Regions from separate parts of the Mus musculus genome. Here region 1 is linked to region 2. Evidence: chromatin contacts called from public Hi-C data. All regions are on one chromosome and are shown on one strand. The core of a region is the stretch at or near the end of the contact, and the rest is flanking DNA. Distances in the headings are between cores, read along the strand shown.

The links. Hi-C and Micro-C count contacts between places; a contact is called where the count stands out from the background.
Region 1: a contact with region 2 is called in a Hi-C map of ventral hippocampal neurons, with 1.8 times the contacts expected there. The contact joins two enhancer-like sites. A contact is called at or near these places in 4 of 484 Hi-C or Micro-C datasets (B cells, the HPC-7 cell line, bone marrow-derived macrophages and 1 more), 1 of 115 datasets of contacts at active chromatin or transcription factors (microglia) and 1 of 9 other capture datasets (embryonic tail).

The regions. Positions count from the first base shown.
Region 1 is chr2:45,180,330-45,183,096 of GRCm38.p6, reverse strand. No RefSeq gene overlaps it. Among named protein-coding and RNA genes, the nearest start is that of Gm28643, 49 kb to the right of the region's middle. Within about 2 kb of position 1,341, at least 28 of the 459 cell types and tissues checked have an H3K27ac peak or open chromatin away from gene starts, as enhancers often do. A contact at or near this core is called in ventral hippocampal neurons, where this site is marked.
Region 2 is chr2:46,364,328-46,367,292 of GRCm38.p6, reverse strand. No RefSeq gene overlaps it. Among named protein-coding and RNA genes, the nearest start is that of Gm13470, 77 kb to the left of the region's middle. Within about 2 kb of position 1,287, at least 25 of the 459 cell types and tissues checked have an H3K27ac peak or open chromatin away from gene starts, as enhancers often do. A contact at or near this core is called in ventral hippocampal neurons, where this site is marked.

The sequences.
Region 1 (2,767 bases), core at 92-2,591, 1.2 Mb after region 2:
TTGTTCTGTCCTCACTTGCATACCATGGCCTTGTGCAAAGCTGTTCCAGCAACCCACAAGGACTTGGCATGAATTTCTCAGTGTGTCACCATGGCTAGAGCTAAGCAAGAGCCAAAAATGAATTAGGTAAAGACAGGAGGCTCCAGGCACAAATTCAGCAGGTAAATTTATTTGCAAATTACTCTTTTTTTTTAAGATTTCTCATAGGAGATTCTATTTAGACATTGGGAACAAAAATTTTTGGTTCTTAAAGCAATATCTGGTTTCAATAGTTGGTCCAAGGCCAATTAGGCAAAAAATATCTAATAAGAGAACCCTTTTTAAGTTTTTGTGCATTTATGATGGGTTTACTGGTTTCAATGATGGCAATGTTATTGTTAAGACTGAGCTGGGTTAAGACATTTTATTTTCCTGGAGACTTCTCTACCATTAAATTGACTCACCCTACCCCTTATGCCCGAATACACAAGTGTCCTTCTTGCCCACTGAATTAATTTGAGTGAAAGCCTTCTGCAAAAGCCATCTTTTGGGATCTAGAACCTCCTCTGTGAGCACTTGTTAACACAAGACATTATACTGATGTGTAAGTTCATCAGAAATTTGACACTAGATCATAGCTTTACTATTTTGGGAGACTGACAAAGTACTAATGGACTTCTAATGGCTAAAGCAGTTCTGTAGTTTCCTGCAGTACCTCAAATACCTCACATACATACCTCAAAAATCACACACAAAAAAATTTTTCTGAAGAAAATGAGGTATATAGTGTATTCTAATATGGAATATAAAAATCTGCCATTAGAGATAGGAAGTGTGTCACAGTGGGACTTGGAACTTTGTGAGAAAATAGGCAAGAGCAGCCATTGAATCTCCTCAAAGCTTAAAACCCAGTCTGTACTCCAAAAGTTAAAAGAAGAAGAAAAGAAAGAAATTCTATTCTTGTTCTTGGGAAGTTCAATTGTATCGCATACCTTATGACACACTCAAAAAGGAACTAAGACAAAACCCATTCCAGGACATTTCCTCTCAAAGAATGCAAATAAGGTGTGTCACATATTTTCATGAATAAAATAAACTCGATAATATCTAATAGCACATTACACTATTCAATGTGCCTAAATTACAGTTGTACTCAGAAATGAGAAAATCCCTGGAATGGCACCAGGATTGCTTTTTAATTGTCCATTAGAAAAGGCAAGAAATAAAATCCCCTGCAACGATTTCCTTTTGAGATCATTCACCTTATTTTTAAAACGGGGAGTCAAACAACACACTGTGAGGCTGAGGAACACAAGCAGGCAGCTGTCTGCTCTCCTCGGCTCAGACACAGCAGCTACAGCAAACCCACAGTGCCAGCTTGAGACAGGCTGGGCAACTAGCACCGCACACAACAAAATCTTTACTTTCCCATATCGAAGGAGCCCACAGAGAACATGTCTCTTTCCACCTTTTCTTCTGGATCGAGGCCTTCCTATTTAGGGATGTTCCTCGATTGTGTGACATGTTCCCAAGCCCCTGAAAAACAATGACAATTTTATTTTCACATTAAAATTCCTCTCCCGGGGCCATATTCCATGAATGAATGGCTTGTAAGACACACCGCTAATAATAAAATCCACCAACTGTGCCAACACAAGTGCAGGCAAAGCACGGGAAAGCCGAGGCTGGCCAGAGAGTTTCTCTCGTACCTACGGTGGCTGATGCCTTCCAAGAAAGCTGTGGAGTCGCCTGCTTATTTATGTGCATACACGCCAGGAAGGTATTACTTTTTAAAAAGTGAAAATAAATAGCTCCTGCAACCCCTTCCTTGTCTTGAAGCTACTATTTCTATTAGAAAATAAACTTGTAAACTCCATCTGTTAGGATGCTGGAAAATCAGACCATCCCCGCAGAGCATACCAATGTGCGTTGAAGGATCAATCTTTACACCAACAAAGGAAGAAACTGGAACTGAGAAGGTAATTCCCATTCAAACGCAATGCCACAGTGAAATGCTGCAGAAAAATCAGATTCATCAAGAGTGATTGCACATGTCACAAACTCAACTCATCTGACCTCCCCAGCACTTGTGCCCTGTGTTGCTGTCACTAAATTGTCTGGATTCTAGAGTGGATGCTGCCTGTAGCTCTGTCACCCAGTGGATCAGCCAAGACCTTGTTGCTTTGTTTTGTTTTGTTGTTTGTTGTTTGTTTTGTATTTTCACTTTTAAATCTCAGGCGAGTCTTTCCTCTGCCAAAAACCACAAGCCTGCGACCAACAAGAGGCTTTTAGTTCATCTACTCACCAGTTTAATAAGAAAGCAGTTTAGCTAACTGAGAAAGAGCTACGTAATTTATCTTATTCCCTCTACCATTTGTTTGACAATATACAAGCTTCTCCCACTCACTCTTCTTTACATCCTTCTTCATTTAGCAAATACTTATTGAGCACCTACTGTGTTCAAAGCACTTGGTTGGTACAGAGTTTGCAGCACCAGATAAGACAAAGGAAGAAGTCTCCTCCTCTAGCCTGAATTCTCATGGTGATGTGGAGACAGAAATAAAACAAACAGATGCTTCACATTCTAAACTTCAAAAGCATTATTGAAGAAGATGCAACTTGGGAAAAAGAAATAAAGATGGATTTGGGGAAATTTTACTTTGTCTGAAGACAATGTCCTGTTTCTTAAGAAATAACAGAAGGAGGTTGGGGCTAACAAGATGGCTCCGCTGGTAAAGGCACTTTTCTGCCAAGACTGAAAACTGAGTTCAATCCCTGAGACCTAGAC
Region 2 (2,965 bases), core at 38-2,537:
AAAATAAATTAATTTGGATTTTTAAAATTATAATTAAAATAACTGTGAGATTAAAATGATTAGTTTATCTTAATCATGGGTGAATCTTTCACTCTTACATGTCTGTATTTAATATAATGGAATAGCTTTGAAAGATTTTTTTCAATCTTTATCCCTTTTACTTATGAAAATTTCCAGAATAGAAGGAATAAATGAAATTAATTAAAAATGAGGAGTGCTTTGAACAAATCACTTTATAAAATCTTTCTCCAAAGAATCCTGCCAATTGTTTTAAACTATCATCTCACTTTATGTTACTGTTCACTATGGCTTAATTTATTATTTTTGCCTTGAACTCTGGATGTCACATAGTATACCCAATGGTTATAATCTGCATGATATAACAAAAGTCATTGAAATATCCTAAAATATGTGGAGTGGGCCTAATTCTGTCTAGTTAAATTTTCCCACTTTTTCTTGTTTTAGCATGTTCTCAGATCATAGATATGAAATCTTAGACAGTCTATTCTGTAAGACCCTGGGTCCATTTGCATTGAGGATATCTCAGAGATTCCAACACAGATATAATATATGCTTCACCAACAAGATTATAGTATTGATACTTCAAGTATCTAACATCTGATAACTTGCTGTGCCAACTTATTATTTTAGCAGTGAAAGAAGCATATAAATGCCCTCAATTTTTCATCAGAGAATGGATTATAACTATCTACCTCAGTCTGTAAAGGGAACAAATCCAGCCTACTTTATGAACAAGAAAATATTTATTATTTTTTTAACACCAGTGATTCCAAAGGGGGTGGGTGGGAAATAAGAGTATCGTCCTAATCTGACTTCATGAAAAAAGGTAAGCTTAAAGTCAGGTGCTAGATTCTAATTCTAACAAGACTACCCAACTCGCAAACATAGCAAATGTTTTTTCTCCCTACTGTTTGTTCCTCCATTCCACCCCCAGCACACATCACTTTCCCCAAATTAACACCTCCTACCCCAAACCCCAAACATTCTGGCTCTTCTTGATAGCTTTTAAACTCTCTATCAAACACCTGCGTGTGCATTTTGTTCCAAGAGAAAACACAGTCTCTCTTCAGAAGCAAAGAAAGCATATGGCATTTAATTCTCTAAGCACACCCTCAAATATTTTAAGCAACTTCTTGATTTTCATAATTCCGGCTTCTGAAGTGCTTCCTTTTTTACTTCAATTTCAGAATTACTAGGTATCATATGATTGTTGTGAAGCTGTGCACTTTGCAAATCAACCTCAATTATTATTAGCCTTTGCTTTTTCAGCAGGAGAAATAAATTCCCCACAGTGGCCGTTCATTTGCCTCTCAGCATGATCTTGTCCCTAAAGAAACTCAAATCTGTATCTACTTCCTCTTTACTGGTTGGAAAACAATGTTTGATTTCAGTGTGTGTGTGTGTGTGTGTGTGTGTGTGTGTGTGTGTGTGTTAGGTTGGCATAGTCAACAGCAGGATTCTCAGCACCACCTTAAACACGTAAACTGCTTCAAATTCCCAGGAATAGTCTTGTTTCACAGGAAAGCAAAACACTGGGGAATAGTAGATAAGTACTTTGCAGAATTTAGGAAATGCAAATACCACAACTCAGTAACTAGCTGCACTCTGCCCTCATTCCTTGCCTCAAGTTAGAAATACTTGGGGGAATATTGCCAACCCATTAGCATTTCCAGAACTGAACATGCTTTCTTGGAAATACTTTCTTCCCAAGATAGTACTATTGGAATGATAACAAGAAATATTGAGCCCAGCATTCCTGGCTCAGTTCAGGTTTGTAGGGAATAGGCCAGTTCCACAGATCAGATACGTACTCACCTACAATAAACTCTGAAAGTTAAATAGACTACACTCTTTTTGCTTTATTTGATTTTTCCTTGTCAAGAAGTCTTTGAATAAAATGCCAGGACAATAGCTATTTATACCTTTAATGTGACAGTTCCAAAAAATTCTAAGTCACTTTATTTCCAGTACTGATGGTTTCATTGTAAGAATAAGACAGTTAAGACACTTAACAATAGAAAATCAAAGAACAATCAAAGGGTAACAAAACTGAATTTAATCAGTGGATGAGTATGTAAACAGAATTTTTAAAACTTAATTTCTGCTCTGAAGAAGAAAAATTAAAATATTTAAGATGATATTCTATGAAAATTATTTAATTCTCTATGACTTTTATTTTCCTTTTTCAATAACAACTTTTATTTCCCTCTATTCCTATAAATGATCTTGCATGGCTCATCCTACAGGAACATGCAAGAAATTTATGCTTTAAAGCCTTCAGAAGGATGTGAAACAACTAGGGGAAGAAGGGTCTCCTTTTAAGTTTTATAGAAAATACAATTTGACTGTTTTCAATATTTGCAGTGGTGATTTTACATAAATCGTGACCTTGGGAATTGTTCTGTGAGGAGTCTTCAACACTCTTTAGTATTTGAACTGCTCAGTTCTTCAACAAACTAGTCCAACTCTAGTGTTAGCAAAACTTTACAAAACATATTCATACCACTTCAACGCCCATCAGTGGTAGAAAGATAAAGGATGTCAAAGTAATAGACATGGCTAAATCCTAACCCCTTTGTTAATAGTATTCCTAAAATAAAGGCTCTTAGAATTGTTGTTTTGTCTATAGTTTACGAGTTTCATTGTATCACTCAACATGAATTTATTACTTAGCAATACTTTCCATTCTACAAAATCACATCTGAGTCATATGCAACATAGACTGCTACCCCATATCCTTAACTCAGAATTTTCTGTGCCATATTTAATTTTGACTTTTTTATCTGTCCTCATGGAGTTAGAACTGAGGAATGGTGACTATAACATTAATGCTCTTTTCAACTGTGGAAAGCTGCTACACTAATCTTTCAGAAGTTGCTTTTATTCCTTTTGAATCTGTAGTTGACAGTTATATAGAAGATTATATAAAGCTTTCTTAATATTT